Linked DNA regions of Mus musculus: region 2 is linked to region 1. Evidence: chromatin contacts called from public HiChIP or PLAC-seq data. All regions are on one chromosome and are shown on one strand. Each heading gives the region's core, a stretch centred on a gene start, on an enhancer-like site or on the middle of the called end of the contact. The rest is flanking DNA. Distances are from core to core; before and after follow the strand shown. Region 1 holds the start of Gbgt1 (globoside alpha-1,3-N-acetylgalactosaminyltransferase 1). Region 2 holds the start of Spaca9 (sperm acrosome associated 9).

Evidence for each region. HiChIP or PLAC-seq counts read pairs in DNA pulled down with a chosen protein or histone mark.
Region 2: a contact with region 1 is called in an H3K4me3 HiChIP or PLAC-seq map of bone marrow-derived macrophages, with 4 times the contacts expected there. The contact joins the promoter of Spaca9 here to the promoter of Gbgt1 in region 1. A contact is called at or near these places in 1 of 39 promoter capture datasets (liver), 1 of 115 datasets of contacts at active chromatin or transcription factors (bone marrow-derived macrophages) and 1 of 9 other capture datasets (adipose tissue).

The regions. Positions count from the first base shown.
Region 1 is chr2:28,494,301-28,500,349 of GRCm38.p6, reverse strand. Gbgt1 (globoside alpha-1,3-N-acetylgalactosaminyltransferase 1) reads right to left here and starts at 3,459. Exons shown (of 7, transcript NM_139197.2): 1 at 3,286-3,459; 2 at 2,514-2,681; 3 at 1,909-1,974. The coding sequence starts at 2,584.
Region 2 is chr2:28,696,039-28,702,087 of GRCm38.p6, reverse strand. Spaca9 (sperm acrosome associated 9) reads left to right here and starts at 2,437. Exons shown (of 5, transcript NM_027283.1): 1 at 2,437-2,506; 2 at 6,005-6,049. The coding sequence starts at 6,038. It overlaps Ak8 (adenylate kinase 8), which reads right to left and starts at 1,927. Exons shown (of 13, transcript NM_001033874.2): 1 at 1,814-1,927. The coding sequence starts at 1,897.

The DNA of each region.
Region 1 (6,049 bases), core at 2,210-4,709:
AATATAGGCCTACAGAAGCCGCACTCCTCCATGGCCTTTGTATCATCATTTCTTGCCTCCATCTTCCTGCCTGACTTCCCCTTTGTGATGGGCTATGATGGACACATATAAGCCAAGAAACTCTTTTCTCCCACCCCGCTTTTGGTGATGACGTTTTGTTACAGGAATAGAAACCTAATAGGACAGTGTGGTGGTGTGAATAAGGATGGTCCCCATCAGGTCATATAGGTGTGGCCTTGTTAGAGGTTTCAAGGTTCCAGCCCAGCCCAGTCTCTCTCTCTGCTGCCCGTAGATCACGGGGTAGCTCTCAGCATCATGCCCGCTTGTATGCTGCCACGCTCCCCATCATGATGATAATGGACTAACTTCTGAAGCTGCAAGTAGGCCCCCAGTTAAACACTTTCTTTTATAAGAGCTGCCTTGGTCATGGTGTCTCTTCCCAGCAACAGAACAGTGACTAAGACAGGCAGACAGCCTGAGCTACATAAGATCCTGTATAGGAACTGAAGAGCTAGCTCAGCGGTTAAGAGAACTGACTGCTCTTGAGCGGACTTGGGTTGCATTCCCAATACCTACATGGTGGCTCACAATCACCTACAACTCCTGTTCCAGGGCATATGACATCCTCTTCTGGCCTCTGGCGGCACTAGGCACATGGTACAGAGACATGTAGACACTTAATAAAGAATAATAATAACCAGGTGGTATTGCCGTATGCCCTTCATCCTAGCAATCAGAAGGCAAAGGCCGATCTTTGTGAGTTCAATATCAGCTAGGTTTACAGAGTGAGTTCTAGGACAGCCAGAATTACACAGAGAAATTCTGTCTAAAAAAAAAAAAAACCAATAATAATAATAATAGCCAGGTATGATAATATATACTACCTTTAATCCCAGGTAATAATAAATAAATAATAAATAATAAATTCAAGGTTAGCTTGGTTGTCCCCATCTCAAAAAAAAACAAAACAACAACAAAACAAAGCAAAACAAAACTGTCTTCAAAACAAAAAAGAAAGAGTCCAAAACATATACACAAACCTCTATCTCTTAGCATACAATGCCGTGTACTTGCCTGGAGACTTGCCAACAAGAAAGCCATCAACAAATTCAACATAGCGGCTCCTTGATCATGGGCCAGAACTCTGGGATCCTGTTATAAACATCTGGACAAGGATTATTCTGTTTTTAATAAAATGTGTCATGCCAGGTAGTGATGTGCACACCTTTAATCCCAGCACTCAGGAGGCAGAGGCAGGTGGATCTCTGAAGTTGAAGCCAGCCTGGTCTACAAAGCAAGTTCCAGGACATTCAGGGCTACACAGAGAAACTGTATCTCAGAAAAATATCAATCTATCAATCAATCTATTAGTCAATCAATCACCCATGTTATAAAATAGCCTATAATCTAGATGCTTAATTTTTCTTTAGCTATTATGAAACACAAAAGATCTTTTCCCTTGGCTATCAAACAGGTTCACCAAATGGGGAAGGCCTTTTTAGCCCAATGCCACTCAGTTCCCCCTGCATCCACACAAAATGGAGCAAGAGGTTCCTTCCTAGCAGGACTCTCTACTGACCACCTTCTAGGTACCAGAACACCAGGCTCCTCATAAGCATCAGCCCAGGAGGGGCATGTCTACCCTCCCGTCTAACACACAGCAAGCAGCAAAGGAGACCCAGAGTGGTGCAGCAATGTCTAAAGAGGAAGTAGGCTGAGCTCAGCAGTATGTTGGAAGGCTGGAATCTCCGGTTCTCAGCTCGAGTCTACGGCAGCTCTAAGGAGCACTGCTCAGAGCCATAAGTTAAGGCTACAGGTCCCCTTAGACAACATCAACCTAAAAGATTTCCTGTCTCTCCAAATATGGTCACCCCACACTGTAGCCAAATTCTCTTATCCAGTACTTACAAGAACTCTGGGCAGGGGAGGTAATAGGGTATGTAGGAGACCAGCAGCCAGTCCTTGATAAACTTCCTAGAAAGAAAAACACCTGTTAAATGCTATACTACCTTAAAGGATGGCCTCACTTGTGCACTTCATTAGGAGCAAAGACCTTCATTTGGTAAAGAGTCCTGTCACTCCATGGCAGTTGACTGCAGAGTAAGGACCCATATCTAGCATAGGGCCTAGTGTGTAGCTGTCTTTTTGTCCACATAGCTAGTCACTCATGGTATGACTAGGTCCTTGAAGCATGGCTTCCCACAGACAGACGGTAAGGAGACATGCAGTGGCCATAACTCCCCCACAAGGCCAATAGGGGTTACTTTAGGAACATGAACAGGGTTTCTTATCAACATGGTTTGAAGGACAGTCTAGGCAGAAAACATGGCAAATAAAAGGCTGGGAAAACCCAAACCATGGCAAAACACAAAAGCCAAAACTAGTTAGCCTTCCTGAGGCTGGAGGATCCTGAGCCTCGAGAGTTGATGGGTCCTGAGGAACTGGTTGACTATCACATTTAGGAGGCAGGAGAACTGAGAAGGGCATGGAAGAGATTCCAAGTAGCAACTCACCACAGGACCCAGAGACCTGTGCCACCGAGCAGGAAGAACGCTAGGCCCTGGGCCAGTCTTGGGCGGGTCATCACTGGGTGCAGAATAGAAACTGGGCACTTTCAGAAACCCCTAGGGCCTTAGGTCTGTCAGGCTCTGGGCCTACCTCACTTGAGGTCTTAGAAACGCCTGCAAAGAAATGTTCCAATTATTTCCCTCTTTCAGCTGGCCAGGAGCTCAGTGGCAGCTAGGATGTCATCCCCAGGCAGTGGTCTATGTCTAGGCTCTGCCCATTCATCAACAGGGCGACAAAGAATCACCTAGCAACGGACTGGGACAGTGTCCCCAGGGACTTAAGTTCATGGAGGCAAACCCTTAATTTCCTAAAGCTACTTCTGGCCACTTGGGAGAGGTGGGGTCTGAGCTTTGTGACACAGGCAGAAGGTGCTTAAGCAATCTGGCTCAAAGACCTTTTGCTTGGTGATTCTTCACCACCAAAGGGTTGGGGGAAGATGAGATAACGCTCCAGGCCAAGGAGAGGAGAGTGTGGTAAGCCTGAAATCGGAGAAAGTTCCCAGATCTGGAGTCCTGGAGGTTAGGGCTCTGCCTTCCCTCTCTTGCCCTCTCTTGCCCTCTCTTGCCCCCTGGGACCCCAGTTTCCCTTCCCAGCTCACCATTTCTGCCTCACTAGCCTCAGGCTCAGACTCGAGCTGCACAGAACTGCGAAGCAGATGACAAACTCAGACCCAAACCCTGCAGGTCCAACCCAGAAGTTGGGGCTGCAGAGGAGTACCTGAACTTTGTCCAGCTTGTTCTGGCACTGGGACTTCCTCCTCCTCTTCCTCCTCCTCCTCCTCAGCGGCTGCGGTGGGGTACGGTGCAAGGACCCAGTCGGGTAGGGCAGAGCAGATGAGACTGTCTTTGGGATTATAGAACCACTCCCTTTGGGCTGACCAAGCTTTAGGACAGAAGGAGGAGCAAACCTCAGCCCAGAAAACAGGAACTGGACTCTTTCCCAGAGCACAACCCCCAGGCCCAACCCAGCACACAGCAGGATTCCTGGTCCTTGGGGCGGAGCAAAGTAAGTCTGGGAGCAGGCAAGTACCTAGAGATCTGAAAGCCACCTGAGTCCCACCCATCCATGCCTTCAGCCTTGCCCTGCCTGTGCTTGAACCTTGTCAGTAACTTCTCTGTTCTTCTAAATCCAACCCAGCCTGCGGAACGTACAGCTCCTAGGCAGGGATGGTAGGTCTCCCAACACAGGCTGAGATGTGAGGTATGATTTTGGAGAAAAACTTTCAGAAAGTCAAGGAAAGGGAGAACCAGAGTCTCTGAATCTGGCCAAGGCCCTGTCTCTTCTTAGTCTGAAGAAATATAGTTTTAGCTTGGCTAATGTGCACCAAAGCTGTTTGCAGAGCTTCTCCCTTCCCCCTGCTGCTTCAAGAATTTTCCCTTTCCCTGCCAATGTAAACAAGTTCAAGACCACCCGGCCCCTTCCCCATCTGGAGGGACTGACTAGCGGTCATGATGACCACAGCTGCCAGAGCAAGATTAGCTGCTCTCAAGAATTAGCCATGACAAAAATATCAGTCCTTGGGACCCCTGCCTCAGTTTGAATTCTAAGGTAAACCGACCTTGCTGACAAAGTTTCTGGCACATCAATAGCTGACCACTAAAATTAAAAATATACTGTTGCTTTGCTAGCCAATAATAATATAGCTGTGTAACCGCCCTTCAAAAGAGTATAAAAAAGCTGTACTTTTGACAATCGTGGTTGACTCTCCCTGCGAGGCTGAGCAACCCCACGTGCTACGAAATAAAAACCTCTTGTCATTGCAGCGACCTGTCGTCAAGCTGTGTTTCTGGGGGTCGCGTTCTCAACACTTGGGCCCCTGGGGTCCAACAATTGGAGGCCCCAGCGAGATTGTGCGCCCCCAGACCCACAATTGGCGAAGAAATCAGAGGTATGCTCGAGCAGGTCTGTGTTACTTTCTGTTTCATGTTGTCTGCATCCACAGTCTGTATCTGTTAAGTCCTGGAAGGGGACAACTGGTTTTCAGGTTTCAGGTTTGGTTTTGGACTGGTCTCAGGTTTTGGTGTCTTCTAGGAGACCCCATCCAGGTTGCTGTTGTGACGGGCAGACGTGTCAGTGTCATGGGCCAAAGGACGCTGGAGGGCGCTCCGAGTCACGCTGGGAGGTTAGATCAGAAACGGTCCTTCTCAACCCAGCAGCTGCTAGGGTTCAGCAATTGCCTGGTACAAACAGTATCAGGCGTCTCTGGAAATCGCGTGTAGGACGCCCTGTGTTGGTCTTGTTTATCTTACTTGTTTCCTGTGGTGTAGTTGTGACACTTTATTTGGACGAGATGATGGGACAGACCACTTCCACTCCCCTGACTATTACCCTTGACCACTGGATGGATGTAAAAGAAAGGGCTCACAATTTGTCTGTTGAGGTTAAAAAGAAAAAGTGGCAGACTCTGTGTGCTTCGGAGTGGCCTTCCTATCAGACTGGATGGCCACCAGAGGGCTCCTTCCTCCTAGACAAGATAGAGGAAGTTAAAGAGAGGATTTTTTTTTTCTGGGACCAGGGGGACACCCCGACCAGGTTCCCTATATTGTTGTCTGGGAGGATTTGGTTTTGTCACCCCCTGCATGGGTTTGCCCTTTTGTTTCACTTTCAGATCCAAGTCTGGCGAGAGTGTGTGCCGTGAAGACTGAGACAGAAAAGAAGACCGTTCTGTCCTCTGGAGATGCAGACTTACTCCTTTTGGATCTTCTTCCACCTTATCCTCCTGCTCAGCCCCTGGTGCCAGCCCCACATGGAGGGGCACCTGCCCCAGAGCCCATGGTGCCCCCCGGCTGCGCCGCAGGCTCTCCAAGAGCCAGAGGTTTCTTCCACCCAACCCCCAGTACAGGGTCCAGCAGCGGGGACACAGATCAGGTGGGCAGAGACCCCTGATGCCCCTATTTTACCCTCCGGGCCTATGGTCTTGCAAATGACCAAGGCAACCAACCTCTACAGTACTGGCCTTTTTCCTCTGCTGATCTCTATAACTGGAAAACTCATAATTCCCCCCCCCCCCCAAAAACCCTCAGGCTCTGACTAATCTTTTGGATTCTATTCTCTTCTTCCACTGACCGACTTGGGATGACTGCCAACTCCCTTCACAATGCAGGAAAGACATTAAATTATCCTTGAGGCTAGAAAAAAACATACCTGGAATGGATGGTAGACCCTCTCTTCTGCCTAATGAGATAGATGCTGGGTTCCCCCTTACTAGGCCCTTCCTGTAGGTAGGGAACACCTGAGAGTCTATCACCAGACTAATGGCAGCTCCCCAAGGGGCAGCATGACACGGTAAAGGAATCTGGCCAAGGTAAGGGAAACCGTTCAGGGCTTACGGAATCCCCTTCAGCACTCCTTGAGCGCCTGATGGAGGCATTCCGTCAGTTTATGCCCTATGACCCTAAAGCAGAAGAACATAAGGCCACCATTACTATAGCCTTTATTGAACAGTCAACCAAGGATATTAAGAAGAAGCATGCAAAAGTTA
Region 2 (6,049 bases), core at 1,188-3,687, 200 kb before region 1:
TGCAGGAGAGGTAGGAAGGGCCAATGAGGACAATGAGGTGCAGAGTAGTCAAGAGCACCAATGGGGAGTCCTGTTTAGACTCTAGATCTCATCCGAAAGTCCCTCCTCTTCTTGGGGCCTCAGCCCTCCTTCCCCAGCCCCCTACCATTCGTTCAGTGGCACAGCTGGGCTGGCTCTGTGCTTAGAGATGTTGTGTTCACTTCTTGACTAAGAGGTTACACAGGTAACACATCTGCATGCTTCGGGCTGATAAGGCCATGAGTCCTTCTCAGGACAAGACAAAAAGAAGCCAAGTCTGAGGACAGTCTGTTATCACGGATGAACAGCAGTGGATCTGTGAATCCCATGAGAGCCACAGACATCTGATAAAACGTCACAGAGCTGTACACACCACCACAGAAACCCAAGAGCAGGTGAAAGGGGGTGAGATCCAGGAGAAGCCTGCAGTGGAGGCTCAAGCACTGCACCCACTTCTGCTTCACGGCTTTGAGAAGACCAAGGTTACACGGCCTAAGCTAGACAAGAGGTGAACGCCATTTTTATAACTTCCCAAGTCTAAGATTATTTGAAAATAAATGATAATAAGATAAAGTATTCTGGTTATCGCCCCACCAATCCAACAAGAAAGCAGGCCAGGATCATATATCACCCCTCTCGTGCCCCCAGATTTGCTGTTTTATTTGTGGCTGGCCACTCCTTGGTCTCCCCTCCATTAACACTTTCCAAAGGAGCTTGCTCAGTAGACTCAGGCTCCTTGGCCTGGGCTCATGTGCCAGCACGGTGTCCCCCTCCTTCTCTCTCTCTCTCTGTCTGTGTGTGTGTGTGTGTGTGTGTGTGTGCGCACGTGTGCGCGTGTGCATGCTAGGCTTGCAGTATAGGGTACTAGAAACTGAGCTCTAGTTTGCCTGCGGCCCCCAGAATCACTGACTGTTAGACAGCTCATCGGTCCAGCCCCTAAAAGTCACTTTCACCTCTGGAGAGCACAAGTCAAAAACTGGAGCACACATAGATGGGGATATGGTTTGGCTGAAGGCCACAGTTGCCTGGGAACCAGGACAAGCTGGGAGCTAGTATAAGGGATGAGGGACGAGGGCTTTCAAAAGGCCAATTCTGAGGATAGAGGCTATGTAGAAAATATGCTGCCCCAGAGGAGACCACCTGGATAGGGATGCCATCTAAAACTTATACGGTCCCCTACTTGTCCTAACAGGGTCAAAGACACCCTCATGAGACAAAACACATGTGTCTTTTGCCTGACGGCTGAGACAATCGGTTTGGTCCTGGGAACTGGAATTTCCCAGGAACCTCATGCCAGGAGAAGGAAAAGGCTGGCACCAGCCAGAGGGGCGGGTCTCCTGGGAAGTTTTCCTCCAACTTGTCAGACCACCTTGCAGGAGGGAGTGGAACGGAGACAGATATGGGTCAGTGAGGTGCGGGATCACACTAGACTTGTGTGGACCCCAAAACTAGCCCCGGGAAGCAGGTCACTGAACTTCTTGAACGTGTTCCTCCTTCCATTGTGGTCACAGGAAATAAGCCTTTCTCTGACTTTTTCTTTTTTTCTGTTGCTTATCTCTTTAACTGGTCTTGGAGTGAGGTGGGTGAGCCTAGCTTGTTAGGGCTTCCAAGGCCCAGCTTAGGTAAGACTCAGGGCTCAGGAACCGGCTGAGGTTTCCCATACAATGCCAGAAGAGGCCCTGGAGACTACTGCGCCATTTCACAGGTGGGGAAACTGAGGAAAGGGATTTCCCCCCAGACCATGCTGCCGGCCCGGCCCGGTAGCCGTATTCCCTATCCTCGGGCGCCTGATCACCTGCATCATCTCGAAAATGTAGTAGTCTTCCCCGTACTGAGGCATTTCCGGGGGAATGCGATGAGGGGCTGTGGTTGCATCCATGTTTCCGACAGCGCTCCGCTCCTTAGTAACGGCGTTGCTGGGACGCCAAGCTATGCGTCATCGGTGAGCGCCTCAGCTGGGGCGAGTCCTGGTCCCGGATTCCATCCACCGAGGTCCTGATCTGCAGTCGGCTCTCCCTCCCCAGGGCCACAAAGCAAACCCCAGAACGCCTGTGGAGCTACAGAGCAATGGGGGATCGGATGACAGAATAAATCCTGCTTCTGGTGTAGCCAACTGTGCGGATCTGGGCGCTGGAAGCTGACCCTGCTCCCTGGATCTCAGTTTCCCCATCTTTAAATGAAAGACGCTGGGGCAGACGTGGGACCGGTTTCTACAGGAGGAAAAGTCATATGCGCCCAGATCATATGGGGGTGGGGGTGGGGGGAAACTGGGCGGGTCTCCTGGTTTGGGCGGCCGGCCGAGTCATGTGACCGGGTTGCCATAGCACCTGTGGTCACAATCGGCCAAGCCTGCCTGGCCTCTATGGCCTCGACCCCGCCCACGCCCATTTCCTGAGGGGCCTTCCCGCCCTCGGGGCCGCACACCCACGGAGGCACTGCAAGCTTCTGGGCACTCTGTGAGGCGAAGGCCAGTCCAAGTCAAACCAGGGTAAAGGGGGATGGAGCGCCGGCGACGAGCTGGGTCGAAAACACTATGGGAGTGGGGGAGAAAGAGGTGGAGGTGTCCTGGCCTAGGGGGAGGAAAGCTGCGTGTAGCTGTGGAAGAGGCAAGGGTGGCATCGTGGAGGAAGGACTCTGTGTAGTAACCCAGAGGGAGGTACACACAGCCTACGATGATAGCCACAAGTCCAACTCTAGATGTTGTAAATTTGACAGATTTACAGTGAGCCTAAGTTTCTACCCTGAGCAGTGGGGAACACTCAGGCATTCCTCCCACAACTACCCTGAAGTCCCCGACAGTGACTGGCCTATAGGGAGTGGACAGTGTGGGTACATAGTGATATCTCACTTAATCTTTAGACTAATCTTAATCTCACCTCACTTTGGACAACAATCGTTCCTGTCTCACAAGTTTTATCTTTATGTATTAATGTGTATAAGGGTGGGACAGAGGAAGAGCAGAGGCTGGGAAAGGGACTTTGGAACCCTGGAGCCAGAGTTGCAAGCAGTGAGCCAATAGATCTAGGTGCTGAGAACTAAACCCAGGCCCTCTGGAAGAGCAGCAAGTGCTGGGGACCGAGTCACTCCTGCTCCTGTAGCTCACCTGTTTGCATGGGTCAAGCTGGAGGAGCTCTCAGGGGCTCCGGGGGCCACAGCACCAGGCAGTGTCAAGTCAGATGAAAACCTTCTGCTCCGAAGACAGACAAGACACTGCAGAATAAGACAGGCCAGAGGAGTTAGCTGGTGGCTTTGGGCAAGTCATTTCCTCTTTCTGGATTTCTTCCCTCGACAGCTGCTGGGCACAGAGAGGAAGTTTCAATAGCTTGAAGAGTTTCTATCCAATCCCCCACCTTTTACAGAAACAGAGGCTAAGGCCTAGCAAAGGGGAAAAGTCTTGCCCAGGGGCTGAGAATGAAATCAGAGGGAGCCTCAAGGCTGAGAGCTAGCGTTCTGACCTGGGATAATGACACCTGCCCATGTAAAGCCACAGCGCAGCCCTCTGTCCCCGAGACCTGCTTCCTCAAAGGCCTCAGGCCTCGGTAGACTTGTCAGCTGGGGAAGCAAAGATGAGGCCTCCCCAACAAAGAAAGCAGCAGCCACACTGCAGCTTGCACTGGGGGGGGGGGGGTTCAGTGTGCTTCCTGGACATTTTTGAAGTGGCTTTCGTCTCCGCTCATTTATTTTAAGCCCTAGGCGCTTTTCATACTGCGATCTAATCTTCTTTAGCAGCCTGGAAAAATACAAATCAATTAAAGCCTCAAACCTATGGGGTAATCACCTTTCCCTCCCTTCTCCCCCAGAGAGAGCAGCGCCTGCATCCAGGCCTTTCATCCACTCTAATTTGGCTGCAGAGGCCTGTGGTCAGGGGCCAATCACTTTGGATAGCTAGTTACATCCCCTTCTGTGACATCCCTGACGTGTTCATGTCACAAGTTGCTAGGATCAAGAACTAAGTCAGGTTTGCTCTAGGGAGCTCGTGGGGCACAGCAAGCCAGTTAGCATGGCTTCCTTGGAGAACCTGGAAGCCCTGAGGATGGGCAGAGAGCTGAGCACAGGGGAGGGAGCCCCATGAGTGCTAATTCTCATTGCTCTGGGATAGGAGTGGAAGTGAGGCCCCCCAAGTCCAGCTAGAGGGGGACCCTAGAAGTGGATAACTTTCCAGATCCTTGCTAGCACCGCCCACCTGTTCCTTAGCAGCCACAGCCAACCTGATCCCTGTCATCTTGTCTCTAAGGAATATAAAAGAGGGAGGGTCCAATCAAAGAGCTACCCTGAATCAAGCAGGGATATGACAGATCCCGGCTTGCCCACTTCCCATGTGGGTTTAGCTTCTCCCTCAGATCTTTAAAGGGTCTCCTCTAGTCATCTCCAAGTTCTGTGATGTGCAGGCCAGCATCCACAGAGGCCATGTTCTGGTCTGTTCTCAGTTTTTTGATTTTTTGTTTTGTTTTTTGTTTTTTAATGGTTTTAGAGATTTATTGTAGAAAGGAAGGGAGAAACAGAGAGAAGGTACAAAGAGAGAAGCCAGCCATGGCCACATGGAGAGAGGGGAAAGGGAGAGAGAGAAGGAGGGCTAGAGAAGAGAGTAAGAAAGGTGAGAGCTGCCGGGCGTGGTGGCACACGCCTTTAATCCCAGCACTTGGGAGGCAGAGGCAGGCTGATTTCTGAGTTCGAGGCCAGCCTGGTCTACAAAGTGAGTTCCAGGACAGCCAGGGCTACACAGAGAAACCCTGTCTTGAAAAACAAAACAAAAATAACAAAAAAAAAAAAAAAAGAAAGGTGAGAGCTAAAGAATCTGTTCTCAGGTCTTATGTTCTCTGGCTGCCATTTATTTTGTCACAGGTGTTGTCCTAGTTTCAATGTCCTCACTAGGAAGCCACCAATGTCCCTTCCTTTATGTGCCTCCCTTACGCTTCTCCTTGCATGGCTGGCCTCTTCCACTTCCAGCATCCTGGAATAGCCTTGGGTCATGTGACACGGGCTGGCATGCTGGAGCCTGGGCTCTGGGTGTACCCATGGAAGGGTGGTGGGATGTGGGATAGTGAGGATGCTGTTTAGACATCAGGAAGCCTGGGATCGATGGCACACACTCACTGGGACTCCCTTATCTCTAGGTCTCCAAATACCTCCTGGAAGTTACAGGTTAGGGACTGCTGAGGTCCCTTCCAGCTCTGACATTCCTTAAAGACTATAAGCATTTTGTCGGAGGTCAGTAAACCATGACAGCATGGAGTAGGGCACCCCTGCCATGTCTGCTCAGGGGGGATCCTCAGTGCTTGAGGATCCAGCATCACATCAGTGATGGCCCTCGGGTTGCATACAGTTGGCCTTCCTAATCAGGCAATGCAGGTAATTAATATAAGACAGGGGACGAGTCTACACCCGCACCTACCTACCCTGGAAAGCTGCAAACCTGAGGCTGGGGCTCCTGCTCCAAGCCCCCCCACACACACACACAGAGAGAGAGAGAGAGAGAGAGAGAGACGCAGAGAGTCACACAGAACAACAAAGCACTAACTCTTTCTTTACCCTGGTTTTCTCCCAGACTTTCATCAACTTCACTGTAATAGACTCTTTTTTAAAAACTGATGTGTTGCTGGTTTGGGGGTTCTGTGGCATGTCCTTGAATCACTGGCTCTGCCACAGAGAGGTCCCGGATGCTGTGTGCACGCACACTCACAAGATAGTGTGTGTGTGTATGTGGGTATACTCTGTGATCTGGAGACACTGAGGACCACAGAAACTGTCTCTGGGTGAAGGAAGCCACAGGTCATGGCAGACTGTGTCCTGGGAAGGCAAATAGACAAGGGTCAGACTTGGTGCAGTGGTGAACAACTCGAAGGACTTAGAACAAGCTTGTGGCTGCCTGACCCTGCTTCCTTTTCCACAAAGTAGGGACACATTGCTATGGGAGGATGCTTCCATCCAAAGCTGCATGGAGATTCTGGCCCCTGGGGCTTCAAGGCTCTCCTCTTCCTCCCAATAGACCCTTTCTGTCCTGTGAGACCTAAGAGCAACAATGAATGAGGTG